2 separate regions of the Mus musculus genome follow, and region 2 is linked to region 1. Evidence: chromatin contacts called from public HiCAR-type data. All regions are on one chromosome and are shown on one strand. The core of a region is the stretch at or near the end of the contact, and the rest is flanking DNA. Distances in the headings are between cores, read along the strand shown. Region 1 overlaps Rgl1 (ral guanine nucleotide dissociation stimulator,-like 1). Region 2 overlaps Lamc1 (laminin, gamma 1).

What was found. HiCAR-type assays count read pairs that join an accessible place to other places.
Region 2: a HiCAR-type map of embryonic stem cells shows a contact between it and region 1, with 4 times the contacts expected there. The contact joins two enhancer-like sites. A contact is called at or near these places in 4 of 39 promoter capture datasets (the 3T3-L1 cell line, 3T3-L1-derived adipocytes, the C10 cell line and 1 more) and 2 of 115 datasets of contacts at active chromatin or transcription factors (craniofacial prominence and embryonic stem cells).

The regions. Positions count from the first base shown.
Region 1 is chr1:152,570,978-152,577,170 of GRCm38.p6, reverse strand. It overlaps Rgl1 (ral guanine nucleotide dissociation stimulator,-like 1), which reads left to right. Exons shown (of 18, transcript NM_016846.4): 4 at 5,496-5,573. Among named protein-coding and RNA genes, the nearest start is that of Gm51749, 34 kb to the right of the region's middle. Within about 2 kb of position 3,925, at least 36 of the 459 cell types and tissues checked have an H3K27ac peak or open chromatin away from gene starts, as enhancers often do. A contact at or near this core is called in embryonic stem cells, where this site is marked.
Region 2 is chr1:153,317,143-153,323,335 of GRCm38.p6, reverse strand. The region is part of intron 1 of Lamc1 (laminin, gamma 1); the gene reads left to right. Among named protein-coding and RNA genes, the nearest start is that of Lamc1, 13 kb to the left of the region's middle. Within about 2 kb of position 2,910, at least 53 of the 459 cell types and tissues checked have an H3K27ac peak or open chromatin away from gene starts, as enhancers often do. A contact at or near this core is called in embryonic stem cells, where this site is marked.

The sequences.
Region 1 (6,193 bases), core at 2,676-5,175:
TGTCCTCTGCCCCCTGCCCCTGCCCCGTGACTTATCCTTTCCCCTTCAGTAACCAACTTCACAGTGGGAACTGGACTTTGCCAAGATAGACTAAGTGACCGTGACCCAGGCCTTTGTCGGACCTGGGAGGAGGGAGTGCCTTCTGTGGAGGGCATTATTCAGGGTGCGTCCAAACAACTCTGTCTGGTCTTTGGGAAGCAGTGCAAAGCCTTCCTAGGCGTCCTGTGAAGTTCCAGGCAACTGTTGGCTGCTGCAGGCCTGGCCTTCTCCCAAGTGAAGGTTCTGGATGGTTCTCTGGTGCCTTACAACTTGAGTTCTTGTGGGTCAGTGAAAGCATGCCCAAGTGTTCTGAAGCTGGGATTCATTCAGAGACTCCCCGAGGGCTTTAAGTCAGCAGCTTCCTGTGTGGTCTCTTCCTTCACTTGCCCCTTCTGTCTGTCATTCGCTGTTCCCACCAAGTATCCCCTCCTTCCTCTGCCCTCCCTGGGCTTTCCTTTGTTCCTAGCAGGAGAAGGTAAGCCAATCCGGGATTGTGTTGACTGTCTACTGCACCAGGCCCAGGGCTGGAGGAGGAGGCAATGTCGCCATGATGTGCCAGGCCATCCTGACCTGCATGTTTGCCCCAGGCCTCACCTGCTGTCGGCTCTGCTCTTCACTCTCTGCCTATGTTCAGGGGTGTGTGTGTGTGTGTGGTGTGGTGTAGTGTATATGCGGTGTATTGGCAAGCAAGCGTGTGTTATGGCAGGCAGAGGAGGATGTTAGGTGTCCTTCTCCATCTGCCTCATTCCTGTGAGACAGTGTCATTGGCTGAACCTGGAGGTAGCTCCGGTAATCAATCTTTCTGTCTCCATCCTCTGCTGGAGTTTTAATTCTATTCCTCCATGCCCAGCTTTTTACCATAGCTACCAGGGATTTGAACTGAGGTCACCATGCCCACTTAGGAAGTACTTGTACTCCTGAGCCATTTCCTTAGCCCCAGTGATTTATTCTTAATGTCTAGAATAGTAAGGACCTGGGCACAGTCCTTAGTAAACCATCCTCATCCAATGATGACTAAAGCAGTCCAAGAATGAGTTCATGGATGAGTGGACAGGGTCCTGACATGATAAAATGAACATGCAGATAGGGCCTTCTAACATGTGTGGGAGGGCAGTGACTTAGTGCTGGGCCCAGGGCCTGCCTGCCAAGGTTCAAGTCCCTCTTCCGCCTGCCAGTGATGTCGTCCAGGCTTTCTTACACAGGCTTTCTGGGTCACACTTCACCTCTCTGTGAAGCTGGACGAGTGATAGCACCCTGTGGGGTTATTATGGGAATCGAGTGAAACAATCCACCAAAGCAGTGGGCACCCTTCCTGCCATATAACAAGTGACCTGTTATTACCATTGGCTCATTTGCCAGCATCAAGCAGGGCTCACAAAGTCCTTTATGGTGACCGCATCCTGGTCTGCTTCTACTGAGACTTCGCTGTTGGGGCACAGATGTGAGGTGGTTCTCTCTGTAGAGAGATGGTGTCTGTGGACAACTTAGGACCCCTTGCTTCAGATACATGTTAAAAGCTATGCTCAGATGGGTTTCAAACAAACTTCTTGAAAGTGGCTCTTCCAGATTTAAACATTATGTTTTTTCTTTCTCTTATTCAAGTAGTTTTAATAATTGCTTACAGCTATACTATACAAGGCATTTGTAAGCCTTTCTTTCTGCCTGATGACAACATGAGAAACCCATGTCAAAAGTCATCTGGCAATGTGGATTTCGATTTAAGTTTTATAAAGAAGGGCATTTGCTCCTTGGTATGCCTAAGGGAGTTGAGCTTTGATCTCCAGCCCTGAGGAGGCTTGGTGGAAATTGGAGATGACATTGTTGACGGGTTCATCTGTAGCTTTTCTGTTGCCACTAATTAAGCACACACACATGCACGTGTTCTGTTTACCCCCTTGGAGGAGAGGAAGTGAACTTGACTTTGATTTTTGATGGGAAGCTGTGAGCGGGTTCAGGGATACATCAAAGGGGCCTTCCTCGTCTGGTAAAACCAACTCTGACATGAACATTAAAGAGCTCTCCATTCCAAAGCTAGATGCGTTTTGTTTTCCCCATAGAACATGACTTCTCCTTAATGATAAGACAGGGCAAGAGCGGACAGTCACCCCTGACTAGTGCATTCAGGTCTAGAAGGGTTTCCCCCCTTCTTCTTCTTTATAACAGCACATACATACCTTTGTGGTTTCATACTGCTAGTACCTCCAGGATATCTTTTTTTTTTTAATTCTTAAAACCTTTTTCATGTTAATTTTGGATATTTTGAATAACTACAGCCAAAGCTCAAAATAAACTTTTATGCTCCTAAGCCAGTGGCTCTCAATCTGTGGGTCACAGCCCCTTTGTCAAACCTTTATCTCGAAGATATTTACATTTCAATTCATAACAGTAGCATAACAGCAATGAAAGCGATCTTCTGTCAGGGAGTCCCCACGACATGATGAGCGAGCTGTATTAAAGGGTCACAGCGTTAGGAAGGTTGAGAACCACTGTCCTAAGCCCTTAAAGGACAGGTTAGGACCCTGTGTGCGTGGGGAGGGGCAGGTGGTGCTTTGAACCGCGCATGAGAGCGGTCAGTTGGCATGTCTGCTGTGGCCTCACTGGGCACAAGCATTGTCGTAAGCGTCCAAGAGCCGTGAGCACAGAGTCAAAAGTACCACTCACCTAGAATTTATGCTCTGCTCGGTACCCAGCCCGGCAAAGCTGACCTTATATCGTGTTAGGAGATGTTGAAAGCTGTGGAGAGTAAGGTGGTAAAGGGGTGGTGTCAGAGTCGGGGTGCGTTTTAAACAGGATGTGTAGGGAAGGCCTACACCGATAGGCAGCACTTCAGCAAAGATCTGAGGGACCCAAAGAACCTGCCATCGGAAGCAGCAGAAGCAAGAGACAGCTGTGAGGTGGGGGTCGGGAAAGTGGGGGAATGGTTGACAGGTTGGCGAGGCAGGAGTGAGTGAGGGAAACGTGGAAGTTATGGACCGAGCGCAGTGAGCAGATTTCATGGTCTGTGGGAGGTGAGACTGGGCTTTTCTCAGACTGGAATCATGGGAGGGGCCTGAGGGGAGAAGGGCTAGGTCCTCAACAGAACTGTGATGGGTGGGTAGACACCCATAGATCAGATTAGTTAAGTGGCCTTTGACTTGCTTTACCCTGAAGATGGCCACCTTTAGAGGCAGAGTAGAAAGAGAAGTGCTAAGAAGTGTTTGGACTCGGGTATGTCGTAAAGGCAGAGCTGGAGGTTTTCTGCATGGGTCGATGGAGCAAGATTTGAGCAGCTGGACCTTGTGCCCTTCCAAGCCTTGCTTGATGATTGACAGCTCCTGGAGGCCTCTGAGTTATTTCCAAACCGTCACCTTGATCCCAGTTGTGAACTGTGGACAGACACTGGCAGTGGAGAGAAGGAGTAGTTACATGATCTTAGCCATTGTTAATGGGAACAGGCTAATCAACGCACAGGAATGCGCAGTCTTTCTCGGCACCAACGGGACAGTGCACTGTGGCATCACATTCTGTGGGAGGAGCTGAAGTAGGTGTTGGTGCCACCCAACCTCTACTTCAGCTCCAAAAAGAACCAAAAAAAAGAGCAGGAGAGCAGGAGAAATTATAGACAAAAGGAAAAAAGAAAAAGGAAGATCTGGAAGCTTCCAGTAGAAACATCTGAAAGAAAGCTATCAGTAAAATGTGTATTTTTTCCTTGAAGGTGCCCCTGGATTACCCTTGTCTATTTATATTTCTCACAGTTCCAGCAGGAAGATAAAAGACATTTCCGGAGAGAAGCTAACAGACAAATTAACATAACAAAACAAAGATTAAGAGCCCTGTTTAGTAACTGAGAGCTTTAGGGAGAAATGGAGAAGCTTGGTGGCTTGCAAATGGCCTCCCTTTCCTGCACCCTCCCCAGACTCCCCTGCAAACCACAGAATCCACTGTGAGGCAACATGAGGACACAGTTCACTGTGATGGTGGCCCAAGGAAAGAGCCAAAAGAATCCCACTTTGTTTATTTACTGGGCGCTTCATTTCCCACTCCTGCCTGGCTCGTGTGGGGTGGAGGAAATCTTAATCTGACTGAGCTCCTGTGTCAGGAAGAGCAGAGGGCGGCCCGGAAAGCTGTCACGGAGCAGGTGCTGCCCAGGGTGAAGGGGGCAGGAGGTCTGCAACCATGGGAAAGACCATGAGGCCAAGAGACCAGTAAGGCTGATGAGGTAGAGAGAGGAGCAGTGTGTGTGTGTGTGTGTGTGTGTGGAACTTGTCGGCATGGGGTGATTGAGACACCAGATGAGCTGACAGTCAGTTAAAGCATGCTTTTATTTTGTAAAGAATTTGTAAATCTTGAGAACAAGGAGCCATAGGGTACTAGAGCTTTTAATCCCATTATACAAGACAAAGTGTACTCTTTAAAAATGTAAACCCACCAAATATAATTTCTAGTTTCAAAACTCTTGGGACGACAAACAGCTTTTCAAACTCCAGGGACTTGGAATTCTTTCTTCTTGGGAGGAAAAACTGCAGAAATAATCCAGCCCTTTCGAGTTAATGGAATGTTCCTTAGGGATTGAGTGTCAGTTACTAAATGCATATTCTCTTAGGTTGCTTGCAGAGCTGGGGATGGAGCCAGGGCATTGGGCATGCTAGGCAAAGCACTCTACCACGGAGCCACCTCTCCAGCCCCTAGATACACACTCTCTGCAGAACAAAGCATGATATAATAATACAAAATGAACTTTCCCACATGTAGAGTTAAAAGAAAAGCTTACTGTATACTTGGGAACTGGTCAACTTTTTTAGTAAAAATTTGAGTCTGTGACAAGCAAAATTTTAAATTCTAAGCACCAATGACTTTCCCCAAAACAGGACCCTTGTTCTCTTCCCAGCCTTTGTCTAGATCAGCCTGGCCTTAGGGTAGGTGTAGTCACAACTATAGCTGTTGCCTGCAGCAAAAGACTCTATTCCAGCCCTCGTCTCCATCCTAGCCTTTAAGAGTCCAGGGTTGTTTCCAGGAGCCTCCAACATTGATCTACTCAAAAGGAGGCCACACCCCCAGGTGTCTCATGGATGCAGTGCTTCTGTGCCCATATAAGACCTACATTTCACAAATGTGCCCACAGAGTGGAAGATAGGCTTGCATGAGAGTTCATAAGGAACCTGCTTTCTTTATAGTGTGTGATATCTGATCCTCTTGCTGAGATGAAACCCTGATGTATAGAAGAAATTCTGGGAACTATAGATTATTGTGCAAACATTCTAAAGAAGCGCGATACAGTCTGCTTCTGTTTGGAGTATACTCACCTATCCATCTTGGGTTGTTGTTTGTTTGTTTGTTTGTTTTGTTAATGCTGCTTTATTTTGGTGCTATTTTATATGTATTTATTTCCTTAATTATTCCTGATATGTTAGTTTATGCCCGAAGTTGGTTAGAGCAGCCTTATGACAGTTTTTGTTTGCCCGTTTTCATCTTTAAAGGTATGGAAACCTGACAGGCCCAAACTGTGAAGACGATGGAAGCCAAAGTTCACCCGAGTCCAAGGCCGTGATCCGGAAGTGAGTGTGTCTTCCTTCTCATTGGCACCGTTACTAACTCTCAGTCAGGACAGTGTCTTGGCCAAGCTCAAGCTTGGTACGTGAGCGTGGCGGTGTGTGCCTGCAATCCCAGCACTTGCGAAACCAAGGCAGCAGAAGCGTGAGTGTGAGGCCAGCCTGTCTCAAACAAAACCAAAGTAGTTTAGCAGACTGTTTCACTCGTTTGGATGGGTGCTGCTGTGCCGTCTTGATCCCCCATAGTACCATGGCTAGGGCTGAAGAGAGGGCTCACTTGTTACTTTTTTTGCAGAGGACTGAGGTTCAGTTTCTAGCACACACCTGGTGGCTCACAACCATCAGTAACTCTAGTACCAGGGGATCTGATTCCCTCTTTGGACTTCTGAGAGCACCAGGTATACACGTGGTACACAGAGAACACATTCATACAAATAAAATAAATATATCTAAAAAGTGATCTAATGGTACTCACCGCCCCCCCCCCCCACACACACACAGTAACGCTGTGTGTATCTCCAGCTTACCAGGCGATATTTGAAGGGATATAAGATAAACAGAACACGTGGCCAGCAGTAACTTGTCTTGGCTGTTGCAGAGTTTGTGTGTTAGCAGGAGACAAAGAA
Region 2 (6,193 bases), core at 1,661-4,160, 750 kb before region 1:
ACTATCTCTTTCTTGGACAATGCACGCTCAGATCTCTTGTGGGAGGAGCACCTCTGGCGAGGCTGGGAGGTGAACTAGGGATGCGCTTGGTTTTCTTCTCAAACTTGAGGGCTTCTGTCTCTCAGCTCCCTCCGTTTATTTTTTGTTTTCCAGCTGTGGAGCCTTCCTGTTGTGCTGAAGGCAACAGTGAATTATTGTTTTATTTCACCCATTTTTTTTTTTAAGATATTTCTCCTATTTTCAATCTCATCTTTTTGTTCTGAAAAATTGGTGGAAAACTTGATTCACAATAGGTCTTCATGTTTTTCATTTCTTCTCTCTCTCCTCTCTTTCTCCCTCTTTTTCCCTCCCTCCCTTCCTTCTTCTTTTCCTCCTTCCCTCCCCCCTTCCACCCCTCTTTTCTTCCTTTCTTCCCTTCCTCTGTTCTTTTTTCCTTTTTGAGACAGGATCTTGCTATGTAGTCCAGGCTAGCCTCAAACTCACTATGTAGCTATGTAGCTCACCATGGCCTTGACTTTGAAGCAATCTTCCTTCCCCAAGTTTCCAGCTGCTGAGATTACAGATGTGCATAATATATAGGTAACTTATTTATGGAATTAGTTTTAGCAAGCACAGGATTTCGGAAAGCAAAAGAGCTATTTCTTTGTTTTTGTTTTCTTTGTCTGGAGGTCACTTGCATTAATGGTTACCAACCAATATCTGTTGAGAACCAGTGGTCCAGCCCATTCTAGCTGCCTACCAGCCTGTGTGAGTTCTTGGGGAGCTGTTCTGAAGGCCAGCCTTGGAAGCAGAGCTCTTCGAGGATTGTGCAGGGTGAGCGTCCCCTGCAGCGAGCTGTGGTTCGGGTTGATGTAAAATTGTAAGCTTGTGGATGTTGTCCCAGGTTTACAGACTAAGGATGTGTGTGTTTGGTGATAAGGTCAAGGATTTACTTTATTTAGTTATTTATTTCTAAATAAGGTGCTTTCCGATTCCCAGGGTGAAAAGGAATTGTTCTGCAAGTGTTCTCTGCTGTGATGACTTAATCTTCGTCCCTTTAAACCTGTACTAGGGAGTGACTTGTGGTGGAGTCTGCTAGGTACAATACATTCAAGCTTGAATTGGGTGGCTTTCTTGGAGAAGTGTGTGAAGCTAACATATTACCAGTTGTGTCAGGAGTCTCTCCCCCTCCCCCCACTTATGCCTTGAGCTTGTTGCATTGAGATTCTATTTGTTGAACAAAGACATTATTTAAATGGCAGCCAGGGAGAAAATTTTTCCTTTAAGGATTTTGTAATATGTAATGGATATCAAAGACACTTGCTGTACCGGTACTGAGGGAATCTGTAATGTGTCTGAGGGGTTAAGACAGAAACATCCATCCATAGGAAAAATGACTCGGTGGAGATTTTCAGAGTGCTAGGGAGTGCTGCAGATCACTTGAGAGGTGAGCGACAAGTCAGCCGGGAAAAGCTGATTGGCTTTTGAAAACAGCTAATGGACATGAATGAAGGACCTTCCAGGAAGGCTGGATTGTTTGAGCGTCAATATTCTAAACACAAACTAGAACAAAAATTCTAAAAATAATCAGGTAATTGTGAAGGAAGGCGTGGCTCACCTTGCGTGGAGTAACGTGAATGGTTTCAGCTTGGAAACCGGTTAGCAGAAGAAAGCGAGGTTTGCCTCTTAGTCATTCTGGCTAAGAGCAAGTGAAGAAGGCAGATTCGTGAGCCCTGTGCTGGGTGCCTCCGAGTTCTGCGGCCTCAAGAGCCGATACCTCTGTGAGGAATGAGGTGAGGTGACTTGTGACTTCCCTGTGGTCACACAGGTGGGTGTCGGTGGGATCCTGGGCTCACAAGCTTCAGTCACGCCCCTGCCCCTCTGCCACCTGAGAGCAGACTTGGCACATGAACTCTACAGCGAACTGTAGAGACCTTCACCTGGGCAAAGGACCAAGTGACTCCATCAGAGAGCTAAGCCTCGTGTCTCTGACTTTGCTGGAAAAAGCTGGATTTGGAATTTTTAGTTTTCAGATTTTTTTTTAAGAGAGCTTTATACTGATTTTTAAATGAAACGCTCTTAAAGGGACAACTTTTAGGTTCAGAGTCCTTTAACTAGTCGTGTAATATTTAGTCTTATGCCTTTTGGAATGTTGAAGGAATGTATTGAATTTCAGAATGAGGCCCTGGGTTTTGTCAGTGTCTCCTAATAGAAAAGGGGGAAGCATACCATGTACTATTCTGAAGGGTGGTCAGTAAACTCCAATTATATGGGGGAATGCACCTTATCTCATTTCCTACCTCGGCCACTATTCCTTTCTGCTTGCTGAATTGCTGAGCTCAGTTCAACTGTTCCCTTTATCTGACATCACTAAAGATAAGGCTTCAAGGCGGCCTGGTTGATCTCCAGTTCTAGTCTGTTTCTCCTCTGCTCCCAGTAAATTCTGACCCTGCTATGGTGGCTTTGTGTGTGTGTGTGTATTCCTCAAGTTTGCTGAGTAGGTCTAATGTGCATTTTTATTGACTGATTAGCGAGATAGCTTCTGTACCCCCAGGAACTTTCCTTTGTCACCCGTTCCTTCTTTCAGGCTCCAGAGCCCCACCATTCACTTTGATTTCTGTTGATGCAAATTTGCCAAGCTATCAACCTCCGACTTGCTAATCTTTCTGGAGCTAAGGTTCATTTGAAGGTCACTGGTGGGTTTTTTCTTTCTTTCTTTCTTTCTTTCTTTTTTTTGGCTTTATTTCTGAGAACGGGCCATAATTGCCTTGGAAGACTTGTGTTTGTGGTGGGTTTGTGCCTCGGCCTGTCATAGTTCACTTCTCTGAATTGAAGATTCAGACAAACAAACAAACTCAACCCAGACCCAAACACTTCAACCCAGAGCCCTCCAGGCTTGAGCTGCCTGAGGAATTTCCGTGTTTCTGTCCGCCCTTTCTGCTTTCCTTACAGACAGACCGACCTCCTCAGCCCCTACCTTCTTTCTGTCCTTGTGTGGAGAATGTGGTTACACCACCACATAAGAAGCACTGGGGACTGTTAAAGGCTTTGATGAGTTTCTTTTCTTGTGGGATGGGGTGGCACTCCTTGCTGCACAGAAGTAGGGTGAGATGGGGGAGGGAGTGTTGGTTTTAGAAGCCTCCACCCCTGCTTCTCTCTCCTCCCCCTCCCACTGGTAAAATATGTTCTTGGCGTGTTCTATCAATTGATTCCAAAGAGAATGAAAATGTCCTACCTTTTCCAGGAGAAGAAAGGGTGTAGGGAGAACACGGAATGCGTTGTCAGGCACTAGGAAGTAATAATTTCCCGCCTTCAGCTCACACTGTAATTGAAGGCAGGAAAAAGTTTGCCTGCAGATTTCTAAATTCTATGACCATCTTAGGAATACGAGATTGCTCCTTGGCAATGTAAAACTATTGATTGACATGGAATTTCAGTTTTGTGTCCTTAACTTACAACATTTAGAACCTTAGCTTCTGGGAGGTGAACACTTTTAGAGTAGGTGGCTGTTGTGGTTTAAATGTGTACCAAGTTCATGCCTCGGCCACCGATCCAGTCTTCTCGTGTTGACAGAGGGGTGGTTATTTATGAAGACCTGCTCTAAGTGTCTTTGGCATGGCTGTGGGTTTATTGTGAAAGTCAGTTTGGATCCTCCTGGTTTATTTATGCTCTTGCTGTGGGATGCTTCCATTGTGTTACAATCCACAAGAAGACCCTTACCAGGTAGGTACCAGCAGGCTTTGGGATGTCTCAGCCTCCAGAACCTTGAGCCAAGTCAATTTCTGTTTATTTTAAATTACTCAGTCTGAATATAGCAGCAGGAAATGGATCAAGATAGTGGCTAACTAGAGTAGTAATAATGAAATTATGGAGTTTGTAGAGAATATAGGTAAATCCTATATATAGTCATACATGCCTATATCCATGCAATGCCTGGGAGGTGGGATGGAGGTCAGAAGTTCAGAGTTACCTTAGGCAGCTGTGGGAGCCCAAGACTCAACAACAGTCCTTAGGGAAGTTTAAGCTGTTAAAAATATTTTGACAAAAGGATTCGAGTTTAATTTATTTTAAACTCATACCAAGGAAATTGGGGTTGGTGAGATGGCTCAGTGGATAAAGGGACTTTATTCAGCCTAGGGACCTGAGTCTGATTCTTGGAACTTGTATAAGGGTAGGAAGAGAGACTTGACCCCATAAAGCTGTTCTCTGACCTACAGACATGCACAAGTATATATACACACCATGGCATGTGTACCCACCACATGCATGTGTACACAGTAATGCATACAGTTAATGGTGGTGTGGTTGCCTGAGGCTTGTAGTTAATCTGCTCAGCTGCGTTTCTCAGGTGTTCCTGCTCATCACATCAAATAGTCTGATAGGTCTAGTGACTTCACCTGTGACTGGTGAGCCTGATGCTTTTAGGGGCTAGGGTAGAGGACAGTGTTAAATCCCCTGGGACCAGAGTCACAGACAGTAATAAGATGCTTGATGTAGGTGCTAGGAACTGGACCTGAGTCCTTTGACAGAGCAGCAAGTGCTCATAGCTGCTGAACCTTCTCTTCATCCCCTGAGGTTCTATGTTTGTTTTTTTAAAGACAGGGTCACACCATGTAACTGGCTGGCTTGGAATTCATTGGGAAGGTTAGGCTGGCCTTGAACACGTGGAGATTGGCCTGCCTCTGCCTCCCGAGTGCTGGGATTAAAGGTGTGCATCATCACGCTCAGCTAAGTTTTTGACTTGTGTTTTAATATGAGATCATAATTTGATACAAGCGAGCATCCTAAGAATTTTCCTTGCAGTTGTTCATGTTGGATGTGGGGAGAAGCTGGGATGAAGGTTATGGGGTGGGGACTGATGACGCTTGTTAGATGCCTTAAGACCACTTCGTGGGAAAAGTGTTGCGATCAGGAGACCGCATGCCCCAGATTGACTTTGTAGATCACTTCTATGCAGAGTTGGAATTTATAGTGAGTATTTTAGATAAACACATGCAATAGAAACTTCCCAAGAGATTACAGATTCTTAGAATTTTACAGATTATGAAAGTTTATGGAAACATCTGTAATGCAGCTGTGATAAAGTTTGTTTACTTTTATCAACTTTAGAAGTTCAAGCATGTTTACTGCTGTCGTCAGGGTTTTTACCCCATGCCGAGATAGAAGTTAGCACTGACCTGTGGTGGACATGGGAACCACTTGGTTTGGTAGTCATCTTGAGAAGGCTTTGGTTTTTGATGACATCCCGTGTAAAACTGGGCTGTGCTGGCCCAGACGGCAGTGGTGGGTGTGGATCATGACTAGGGGAGACTCTGGAAACAGACAAACCTTCCAGATGTCTAGAGAATGTGGACTTGCGGCGGCCTGTGCTTGCCGTTCTTGTGTCTGTATCTGTCCTGCTTTGACTTTCATGGTTGCTTTAGGGAAGGGCCCGAGGACCTGTTTCTTAGATTGGGAAATAAAATGGAAGTTAACGTTTTTCTGGAAGCCTTTTAGTTGGTATTGGCTTTTCTGTGAGAGAAAGAGACCGAGAAGCCGTCTCAGTCCCTTAAGGCCGACTGTGGGTGGGGGCGGCCTCGAGGATGTGGCTGAGAGGTAACGGAAAGCAGATTCATTCATGGCTCTGGTGAGCTTCAGTTATGAAACGGGCCTCCAGTGCCCCAGTCAGCAGCCTGTGAACCATGCCTGACTGAATGGGTCTTGGTTTTGAAATTTACAGATTGCCTGGATCCCCACTGTCTCCTTGGCCTTCTTCTCAGATGCAGCTGTTTTTGTTACTACATCATTTTGTGTTTTAACTGGCTGGTTACTTTCCCAGTCCCTTTTATGGTGAATAATGACACATGGAGCTTGAACACCCAAGTGTGTGGCTAATCAAACAGGAAATCTCAAGGAAGCACAGAGAAACAAAAGACAAGACAGGAAAGGTCATTCATGAGCCTAGGCAGTAGACATCTGCGGGAACATCTGACAGCTTGAGACAGGCTGGAAACTCAACCAGTGGAATGTTTTATGTGGGACTTGCTGTTTTTCTTATGCATTGGAAATATTAAGCCTTAATAAATTAGATAGAAGTGAAGGTGAAAGAGAGAGAGAGAGAGAGAGAGAAAAGAATGTGGCATTCTTGCCTTTCAAACGGGAAGGCAGCTCTGGCCGCAGGGTGCCTTGGATCTAAAAGTCTGATGTGTCCTGTCTGAAGCAGCAGTGAAGCTGC